2 separate regions of the Sus scrofa genome follow, and region 1 is linked to region 2. Evidence: chromatin contacts called from public promoter capture Hi-C data. All regions are on one chromosome and are shown on one strand. The core of a region is the stretch at or near the end of the contact, and the rest is flanking DNA. Distances in the headings are between cores, read along the strand shown. Region 1 holds the start of BIN3 (bridging integrator 3). Region 2 holds the start of CCAR2 (cell cycle and apoptosis regulator 2).

The links. Promoter capture Hi-C pulls out the DNA fragments that hold promoters and counts their contacts.
Region 1: a promoter capture Hi-C map of liver shows a contact between it and region 2, with 4 times the contacts expected there. The contact joins the promoter of BIN3 here to the promoter of CCAR2 in region 2. A contact is called at or near these places in 1 of 5 promoter capture datasets (liver), 4 of 47 Hi-C or Micro-C datasets (alveolar macrophages, embryonic fibroblasts, liver and 1 more) and 2 of 2 datasets of contacts at active chromatin or transcription factors (alveolar macrophages and skeletal muscle).

Annotation. Positions count from the first base shown.
Region 1 is chr14:6,924,964-6,930,671 of Sscrofa11.1, reverse strand. BIN3 (bridging integrator 3) reads left to right here and starts at 3,722. Exons shown (of 11, transcript XM_021073387.1): 1 at 3,722-4,085. The coding sequence starts at 3,979.
Region 2 is chr14:6,857,868-6,863,118 of Sscrofa11.1, reverse strand. CCAR2 (cell cycle and apoptosis regulator 2) reads right to left here and starts at 3,067. Exons shown (of 22, transcript NM_001206340.1): 1 at 2,680-3,067; 2 at 2,290-2,385; 3 at 1,922-2,013; 4 at 1,423-1,514; 5 at 1,105-1,219; 6 at 811-940; 7 at 532-628. The coding sequence starts at 2,347.

The sequences.
Region 1 (5,708 bases), core at 2,473-4,972, 67 kb before region 2:
GCTCCCTCCTCTTTTGCTACTTTCTTTTCTACTCCGAGGGAGTTTACACAGCTTGGGTTTAAACACCTGTTGTTCAGAGTTCCCTGATGGCTCAGCGAGTTAATGATCTGATGTTATCACTGCATGGCTTGGTTCACTGCTATGGAGTAGGTTCTACCCCTGGCCTGGGAACTTCCACATGCCGAGGGCAGGGCCAAAATATTTTAAAAATAAACAACGAACACCTGACCTTCTCACTTGGCCCACCCTATGATCTTAGGCAATTGGTTCAGCCTCAGTTTCCTCATCTATAAAAAGGCGGTCAAAAGAGGAGCTGCCTCACCAAGTCACTGTGGAAAACATTATCTGGGAGTTCTCCTTGTGGCTCAGCAGGTTAAAAACCAAACATAGTGAGGATACAGGTTTGATCCCTGGCCTTGCTCAGTGGGTTAAGGATCCGGCGTTGCCATGAGCTGTGGTGTGGGTTACAGACACAGCTGGGATCTGGCATTGCTGTGGCTGTGGCGTAGGCTGGCAGTTGCAGCTCTTATTCGACCCCTAGCCTGGGAACCTCCACATGCCGTGGGTGCAGCCCTGAAAAGTTTTTTTTAAGAGTAAAATCTTTTTTTAAAAAATCGTTATCTAATAACAATCTAATAACTGGGCCAAATGCTTAGCCCAGTGCCAATAAGACTTGACAATGATAGTTATTACTGTGGGGAACGTCAGAGGGCAGACAATGGGGCCTCGGAGCATCCAGAGGCCAGTCGTAACATGCTCAGGAAGCAAAGCCTGATGAGACAGGCTGGGGCTGGAGGGACAAACCACATAGTGACCCTGGTGCCCGGACAGCCCCCTTTGCAGTGATGGCCTTGGGGGTTGAGGGTGACTTTTCCCAGGCCTTCTCCTTCTTTTAACCCCATTTGTTCTAAGGTGATGCCATATATGCTTTTTGAGATCAGTGAACACCAGACACTGTGGATGTTTTATTTTTAAAAGAGAATCTGCAAGAGCAAAATCAAGATGAAGTACTTTGATCTTGAGAGATGTATAAATAAAACTGTTTCTTTTTCTTTACTGTTAGAGTCAGTCCAAGGCTAATTTGTCCTAATTCTTAGAATCCTTCCCACAGACCTCCGTGAGTGGCTACTAGTCGAAGGCCACTCAGAGAAGTGACTTCTTCCCAGGGTGGAGTGACACTGTCAGGGGAATGGGCTGCAGGGCTGGGCTGAGAGAACAGGACTCACAGGGCTGGCCTGTCCCTGTTGCAGCCCAGGGCCATCCCTCCCGGTTTCACTGCCTTCCCCGAGCAGACACCGAGCTCCCATCTCTGGCACCCTGGCCAACAGGCCAGACCAGGAGAGCACCTTAGCTCTCCTGCCCCAGCAGCACCACTGCAGGGGCAGAAAAGGCCACTTAGAGTAGAAAGGTGAGGCCAAAGGCCTAGATACCACCCCCTTGGGGAGGGAGAGGAAGGGAGAGTGCTGAAGCATGGGGCATGGAAACTGGGTACCATCCCCACCTACAGGGATTTCTCAACCCCAGTCTGAGCTCTGAGGCCCCCAGGCCAAGGCAGTTCCTGGCCCCACTATGGGCTGGGTACCAGCCCCACATCACAGCCGTCATGGCTCCACGGTGCTCTTCCTCATCCTTTTCAGCCACCAAACCCCACCTTGGGAGCCACATCCTCGGGGACTTCCTCTTGGTGGACTCTGGACCCACCTGGAGGAACAGGCCACCCAAAGCCAACTCAGCCCCTGGGAGCAGTGGGCCTGGTGCTCCTCCAGCTGGTTCTCTTTCCAATGGGCGCCTCCTACTGTGGGGCAAGCGATCAGGGGGCGCCCAGGTGTGGCTGAGCATCCCTTGGACTGATGCCTGGGGCAATGCCGTGGGGGGGACTGTTTTCCCTCCTGTGCACTCTCCTTCTCTCACTAGCGTCTCCTCCCTGGCTTCTGTGAGCTAATCAGGGAGCAGGAGGGGGAGGAGGGGGATGCTGCTTGCCTTCCCCGTTATCTGCAGCAATCCTCGGTGACTAATGCTCCCAGTTGGTAAAAAGGCAGTGTAATCAAAACACTTTTTTTTTAGTCCTTAAAGTTAGTCATTCTCCCAGAGTGGAGGAAAAAAAAGCCCACAGCAGGCACCATGAAATGCAAGCTGAGAGGCTCGCTCTGCGGGTGGAACTAAATCTTTGGCCATGGCAGCTCCCTATGGGTCTGAGACTGGGTCCCTCCTCCTCCTCGGGGCCCTTGGCTAGCCTTCCTCCACACTCTCATTCGTTCGTGCTTTCCTCGCTATCTGGGTTGTTTGATCCCTGAAGGACTCCCATGCCAAGTCAGGAGCTGCCCTTTCCTCTCACCCTGCCAGGTGCTGCCACCTGCTGGTCCTGAGTGTGCCAAACTGGAGGAAGTATATAAAAGCTCCCAGGCTGAGGCCCAGGGTCAGATCTCTTGTTAGGCGCCTGATCATGTGCTCACCCGCCCTCTACCCCAACCTGGCCATTCAGTGTTTGTGCATCTCCTGGATCCTTCTATCTTCTGACCCCATTTTTTTCTCAACAGAATCATAGATTGTCAGGAATCATCAACAAGAGCTGGTATTCCATAGTGGCAAAAAGGCTTAAGGGTTGGTGGGGGGGGTTGCCCATGTTGGAATCTCCATTTTGCTACTTACTGACTGTCCTTCATGCTAATAATATTATTAATAATAATAATACCTACCTACCCTGTAGCGTTGTTGTAAAGATTAAATGTGAACTGCTTAGAATAGTGCTGGCACATCATGAGTGCTCCATTAATGCATAAAAATAACAAAATAATAAAGAGGAATGTATACGATCCCATTCCCTTTATTCATCCATGGCAGACATTGCTAATCAATCACAGACTTTCCCCATCAATAGAAGATTTCCCAGAATCCTCAACAGAGCACTCCAGGCAGCCAGCAACAAGCAGTCTGAGATCTAATCAGACTCTTACTGTCAAGGAAGATGAGGCCCTGAGGAGAGAAGAGACTCCCTCAAGCCACTCGGAGGCAGAGCCAGGATCCAGACAGCTCTTCCTGGCCCTGACCTCTGCTTGCCATCCCAGCTTCTAGTTTGCCACTTCACCCTGACCTTTGACCATCCATGTGGGCTCCCCACCACTGGAAAGTCTCACTCTGAGACCCTCCATCTTCTCCCACCCTCACTCCTCTCCCATGTCCTTGGCCTATGACCGCCCAGAGAATTCTGTTGTTCTGAGGCATCTTGCTGCACAGGTGCAGAATAGGAAGAAGCAGGGAGTGAAACTATGTAGAAACCTGCTGCTTAATTTCTGCAGCAGGAGCCTCCCTGAGATACAAAGACCTTCAGGGCTACAAGGGAGCTCAGCCCATCAATTTGGCTCCTTCATACTTGGTTCCCTCAGTCTCAGCCTTGTTCTCATGAAGCCCCTAACGGCTCAGATCCATTCTAGAATCCTTACTCTTAGCTGCCTAGAGGCTGGCATGGAGAGGAGTTAGATCAGCCCTAGACCTCTGTGTGGGGAATTTGAGAGAGGGCACGTATGAAAACCTCAGAGGTGAGAGTCAATGGGAAGCACCTGATTACCAACTTCTGCATGAAAAGCTCCAGAGAGAAGTCTGTGGTCTGATGGCAGAGCTGGTTCTTCAGCTGTTTGCCCTCTAGTAAATAGCTTTGGCCACTAAAGCAGATCCCTGCCACCTGAACAGGGAAGTTTTAACTTCTAGCTCAGACTTCTGGGGAGGGAGCAGTAGTTACCGGGCTTGAAACCAGGAGCACCCAAAGCTCCTCCACTCAGAAACCGAATTTGCTCATATTCTCTCCCACTCCACCCCCAGAAGGTCAGGGTCGGCCTGAATGGTGCATTGGTCACAGAAGAGAGAGACACAGCTCCCAACCCCGGGTCTGGAGACCCTGCAGCTGAACTTTCCACAACAGTGGTTGGTGTTTGTGCTTCTTTGAGTTCAGCTCCCCCCGGGATCAATGCCACATGGCACACCATGCTCACGGAGGGAAGCTTGTGGGTCCAGAGGAGAGCAGGCTGCCTGCCCCAGCCCAGCCTCCACCCTCAGCCCATCGCACGCCAAGCTGAGCCAGTGAGCCACAGGTAAGGAAATGGGGCCCAGCTCGGAGCAGGTGCTCCCCTGACAGACTCCTGGGAGGCCAGTCTGCTTGCCAGTCTCCTCCAAGGTCCTGCTGTCTACGTGGAAGGTTTGGGGTTGAAGATGAGAAGCAGAGCCCCAGTAGGGCCTCAGGTGGAATCCTTCCCTTCCAGAAGGTACATGTTTTCCCCTTTTACTTTCTATTATTTATTTATTGAAATATAGGTGATTGACAATTGTGTTAATTTCAGCTATACAGCAAAATGATTCAGTTTTACTTAGAAATTCTTTTTTAAAAATTCTTTTCCGAAGTTCCCGTCGTGGCACAGTGGTTAACGAATCCGACTAGGAACCATGAGGTTGTGGGTTCGATCCTGGCTCATCAGCGGTTGAAGATCATGGTGTGCGTGAGCGTGGTAGGTCGAAGACAGCTTGGATCTGGTTGCTGTGGCTGTGGTGTAGACAGCGCTACAGCTCCATTAGATAACCTGTGAACGCATATCACAGAACGCCTAAAAAAAAAAAATAAAAAATAAAAAAAAGCATAAAAAAAAAAAAATTCTTTTCCATCATGGTTTATCACAGAACACTGAATAGAGTTTCCTGTGCTATATAGTAGGAGCCTATTTTTTTGTTTGTTTTGTTTTTGTTTTTTGTCTTTTTGCCTTTTCTATGGCCGCACCCGTGGCATGTGGAGGTTCCCAGGCTAGGGGTCTAATCAGAGTTGTAGCTGCCAGCCTACGCCAGAGCCACAGCAACGCAGGATCCGAGCCGCATCTGCAACCTACACCACAGCTCACAGCAACGCCAGATCCTTAACCCACTGAGCGAGGCCAGGGATTGAACCCGCAACCTCATGGTTACTAGTCAGATTCGTTAACCACTGCAGCACGATGGGAACACCAAGTTTATCCACTCTGTGTATCTGCTAATCCCAAACTCCCACTCCATCCCTCTCCCATCTCCCCAAAGTATACGTTTGGCTTCATCCCAAGGTAGCAATGCTTCCTCCCACCTGCTCACCTCTCTGGTCTTGCCTCTCTGTTCAGACCCCATCTCACTTGCCTTCCCCACTCTCCTGTTTCCTGAGGGCTTCTGGAGTCAGTAGTTAACTTGGAATCTCAAAATACTGGCAACTTTGGTACTTGGTGATGTGATCCATCCTCTAGATGAAGAGACCAAGGCCCAGAGAGATGTGACGTGTCTGAGGTCAACTGTAGGATCAAAGAACAAGAGCCCAGGACTCCTCCAGATTTTTTTTTTTTTTTTTTTTTTTTGGCTGCACTCAAAGCACATGGAAGTTTCCGGGGCAGGAACTGAATCCAAGCCACAGCCATAGCATATGCTACAGCTGCAGCAACGCAAGATCCTTAACCCACTGCACCAGGCTGGAGATTGAATCCATGCCTCCTCAGCAACCTGAGCTGCTGCAGAGACAACGCCACTCCCCAAATTCCTAGTCCAGAACTCATCATTCTTGGCCAGCAGGATGTGGTTTCCTGAAACAGAACTCCCCTGGGATATGGCGGTTGCCTAGGCTAATATGTGGACATTCTTTAGCACTCTGGGGCAATAACAAGGAGAGAGAGGATGGGGAAAAGAGGAAGCAGGTGGGGGAGCCATCCACA
Region 2 (5,251 bases), core at 1,818-4,317:
TAAAAGGTACAAAATCCCAGTTATAAGTCACAGGGATATAATGTACAGCACAGAGGATGTGGTCAAGGATATTCTAATAACTCTGTATGGTGACAGCTGCCAACTAGACTTATTGTGGTGATCGTCTCACATAAAAATACCCAATCTGCTGGGATAATGTGAACTATACTTCAATTTTAAAAATATACTACAAGGGTACTTTTTTTGGACAATTACTATTTTCTTGATAGTTCTGACTCTTACTGTCTGACTCTTAGGGACTAGAACTAAAAGGGAAAATTCTATATGAAAAAAGTTCAATGTGATAGATATTTTGAAAGATTACACCAAATCCCCACTTGCTGAATCAGCTTATAAAGTTCCAATATTTGCATATACATCTCTATGCATCAGCCTGCGTCAGGGGGTGAAGGGACTAGGATCTAGCTGCAGAAACAATGTTAGTGTCAACAGGTGGCAAAAAAGGGGGGACATTCTCCTAGAGGCAAATAAATAAAATAAACTACCTTTCCTGCTTGATCATCCTCTTACCTTCGGCCCTGATCCAATCGTCCGTGAGGGCCCCGAGCAGGAAATCTGTTCAGGTGGCTCAGATGAAGTGTGTGGGATGTTTGGAAGAGACTCAGAGCTGCAGAAAGGAAATGGCTGGTAACTCAAAACCCTAAACATTTGCCCAAATTTCCTGTCTCTTTCTTCCAGTTCACAAAGTACCCACTTCTATTCTGAGAGCAGCAACCTAATAGTTACAAGTCCATCCATCCAGAGTACCCCATAAAGTCACACCCCCAATATCCATGCCACTGGACTCACGCTTCTGAGGAAAAAGTGGGGGAATCCGGTGAGGCTGGAAGATCAACTGGGGCTGAGCTCCCAGAATCCCTTGCTTCTGGCCTAGGGCTGCCACATGTAGAAGGGGAGGTGCTGGGGACTTCAGCAGGGGCTGCAGGGCAGGAAATTCAGGGCATCCCATGGCTGATGTGCTCCCTACCTTGGAAAGATGCAGCCCCACCCCCTTGACCAAAGTAAGGTTTCTGACCAGCTTTCAGGGCACAGAGGCTTCCCTCCCATCCCTTTCCAACTCATGTGCCAAGGAGAGATGAATACCTGGTTGGAGAGCGTTTGCACCTTGACAGCATTCCAGGGCACTGCCTGGCCTGGGTTGTATGCAGCCTTCACCAGCACCTTCTCACCCAGCTGGGGCAGCCGGCCCTTCACCACACTGCCAGCACACAAGCCAGGAGACCCAGTCAGGAGAGAAACCCTGGCCCAGCCACCCTGACTGTCTCTATGAGGACTTTCCCATCAAGATTTCTCACACCACGCATAAAAAAGCAAAGCAATGGCTTTAGAGGGGACCCACCAGCATGGTGACAGAACTAAATCCAATAAGCATTTCCGGAAGAGGACCAGCCTCAAGCCTACCTTAGCTGAAAAAAGACCTCTTCGTCCACCACCCCAAAGTAGTCGTGCAAGCTTGTAACAATACCAGTGAAGACCCGCTGCTTCTCCCCACCCTGTAAGAGATGAGGGCAGTTTAAAGGTAACAGGGAGCACCTGTCCACACTCTGCCACTAGCATCTCATCTTTATCCATCCCCACCCCAGCTCGATTAGAGTACCGCATGGAGTTTCCTATGGAAGAAAGCATACGTGAAAAACAGGCATATCTACTGCCCAAGGGGGTGGGGGGTTCATGCTGGAAGGATTTTCAGTTCTTTAATTCTAAGAAGCACCCTAAAGATTTTCCAAGAGCCAGAACCTAGGGCTCCCCAGTCAGAGGTGCCTAGTCACCTCCAGACTGCCCCAGGACAGGCGTGTCAGGAAGGATGAACACTGTGATGTCCGAATGAATGCACTGGGCAGCCATGCACTCTGGGGTAGCCCCAGGTGCTGAAACTCACTAGAGAGGATGCCCAACCTACCTGAAGATGCCTGGCATTTTGAGACAGGTCTGTGGCCACAGGAGGAGTGAGCAAACCAGGAGGAGGACCCAGAAGAGATGTTGAAGCTGCGCCTATTGTGACAGAGAAGCCATCTAGGAACAGTACCTACCATCCAAAGTACTAGAGGCAGCGAGAGGATACAGTAAACCCAGAGGGCAAAGTGGATCCAAGCAAGTTCCACCCAGGGTTTCGCTGACAACCACTCTGGTCATCTCCTATTTTCCTAAAAAATATCAGCAGCAAACTGCACTGCACCAGGGAAACCCCAAAAGCCTCATTTTAAAAGAAGACTAACTCCAAAGCCCATACTTCCCAGTATGAGGCCAGGTAGAGATAAAGGTGATCACCTGAGAAGTTGCGTCCCCCTGGAAGCGGGTTGATCCGCTGGCGCTTAAACTGGGACATTGGGAATGCTGTCCTCTTTCAGAGTCTTGGGAAAAAACCTTCAATCGGAAAAGAAATTAACAGCTCACAGAGAAAATTCCCATCTACCCCCCAAAAGGAACTAAGGGTCTTAAAGAAAGTGGCGAGATGAATACTGAGAATGAATGGAGAAGATGGATGGAGAGAATACAGAGGAGCAGGAAATGGAGAAATTACAATGTTCCAGTGTGCCCTCACAGTAACCTAGCGGTGGGTGATACTGTATTGCTCTTTCAAAAACAGGAAACTGAGGCTCGAGGGACTGAGACTTGCCCAAAGCCACATAACCAGGTAGGGACAAAACCAGGACTCACACCCAGGTCTCCGACAACTTAGCGCTCCTCTCACCATGCCACGCCACCCTCAGATGGTTGGGGAGAGTAGGGGGTTGGAAAGAGCCCCGGTGACATTCATTCATTCAAATACATCCGCCAAAAGCTCCACGCAAGGCCCGGAAAAATGGAGGAGGCTGGTGCCGGAGAGATGGTGTGGGCCCTCTCCCCGGAAGCCCGGCCCGTTGTTCCCGGACGGGTTGGTGGGAAGACAGCTCCGTGGCCCGGCCGGACGCGAATCCGGCTGCGCGCCCGCCCTCCTGCTCCCGCGCTCCCTGGCCCTCGGCTCCTGCCTCAGCAGCCTCCAGCTCCTGGTCTACCGGCCAGACAGCGACCGGCCACCGTGGGAGGACGAAGGCGCGCGGTTTCTCCTCCTCCCGCCCGCCCCCAGGGCCGAGGCCGTTGCCAGGGAGACGGGACTTGCAGTCCGAAGGGGGGCTCGGCCCCTTCTGCGCCCGGTGCATCTTCGCGGCCCGGCCCTCGCAGCCCCTCGGCCGGGGGAGAGGTGAAGGGGCAGAGGGGCGACGGAAGGCCCCCCAACCCACCTGCGGGCCAGGGCCGCGACACCGGGGGGACAAAGACACCCGGAACCACCACAGCCGCTGCTGCCGCCGCCACCGGAAGCGCCTCTCCGGAAGAGCGACCACTGGTCGGAAGCTGCCACTCTCCCGGATATGGTCCCTCCCTCCTCTCCACCGACCTCTCCCTGCCCCCACGCCGGTCTGCCATCCCGCTCCAACTGCGGAGCGGAAGTGCGCCTTCCCCCGTCGGATGCGCGTTAGGAAGGCGTGTCTCGGCGGTGTCCTCGCTTAAGTGTCCCATTAGAAAAGCAGGCTTCAGAGAATTGGTTCCTAGTCCAAAGACAGCTGGAGCTGGACAGCCCCCCTCCCCCAAAAAAACATAAGGGAACACCTACCACCCCCACATTGGCAAACCCCAAGATCGCAGCAGCAACAGAACTAGTTGACTTCCTCCTGACTGAAGGCGGAGGATCCCTAATCAGTGGCCATCTCTAGGAGAGGTTCCAGTGCCTTACCCAACCAATGGGTAAACCCCATCCCTAGCCCTACCCTTCCATTGACCAGGCACCCACACCCACACACACTTCCCATCCTCTGGGTACCTGCAGGAGACTATGCTTCCCCCCATCCTCAAATAACAAAGAGCTAGGAACCTAATCTAGTAAGATAAACATCCATGATAATTAGGTATACATTTATAAAGAGGTCTTGTGGTCATTTTCTTTAGTTCTTACATCAACCCTTGGGGAACAGGCAGGTCTGGAACTGGTGTCTTAATTCTCAGATTTGAAACCTGGGGAACTCCAATGAAATGACTTGCTCAAAGTCTTGCCATTTTAGTACCCATTAGCAATACCAGTTCCCCCTTATGCTCTTACCTTCCCATCATCCCTCCTGTTTAGCTTCCCTCCAACACCCTTTCCTAATCATTTAACATGCACGAAGCACTTTGAAACAGCTTGATCTCATATTATCCTCATAACAAGCCTGTGAGGTTGGTAGGGCAGGCATCATTATACCATTTGGGAGATTGAGAAGGTACAACTCAGAAAGGTTAGGGGTTTTGTCGAGGTCTAATGGCTAGTATTGGCCCCTGGTTTCAGCTGTGATATGGAAAGGCTAGTAAGGAGTAAAGCAGCTGAGAAGAGACCTTGAAGATTACTCTGCTGTTCTGCTTGCTGTCTTGACCCTCCCATCCCTGGCGCAGTCTTCAGGGCCAAGATTTGGCCAAGGGACTGCCCTGCTCTGTCCTGGTCTGGTGAAACAGAGCAGAACTCCATGGTCCTTTCCCACCATGTCTTCCACCTGCTTTTGTCTGTAGAAATACTTTGGCCAAAGGATAAGTTTAATCAGAGACATGAGAAAATACAGACAGAGGAAAATAAGGCCAAATAGCAATGGTTTACCCATTAAAGAAAGCCAAGGACTTTTAGTTCCTCCTCAAAGGCTATAGATAATATTCTGAGCCATATCCTTCCAGCTGTCTTTTAGATACTGAAACCCTCATTAGGTGGAAGAACTTAACTACATAACTACCAGGCCATAGCCATGACATAAGCTGCCACAATTCCAAGAACTAGCTCTTCAAAGAAATAGGAATAAACCGACCCTAGAATTGAAGATTAACTGTACTTAAGATGACGCTGGTCAGTCCACACTGCAGGACCAATTTCAGGATGACTGTCAGAGCTGACCATACTGTTTCTGCACCCAGCCCCCTCCCTCCACCTATACACCCCGGAAACTCCCCTTTAAAAGCTTTTGTCAGAAAGCTTAGGCAGTGGGTTAAGATCTCAACTGCAGCAGCTCAGTTCACTGCAGAGGTACAGGTTCAATCCCCTGGCCTGAGGCAGTGAGTTAAAGGATCTGGCACTGCCACAGCTGTGGCTTGGATTCAAGCCCTGCTCCGGGAACTTCCATAAGCCACAGGTGTAGGCATGAGGAGGGGGGAAAAAAAAATAGTCTTTCCCTGCTGGTTGTCAGTGGGGAGAGTCAACCTTCGGACATGAATCTGCCCTCCTCCCCAGTTGCTG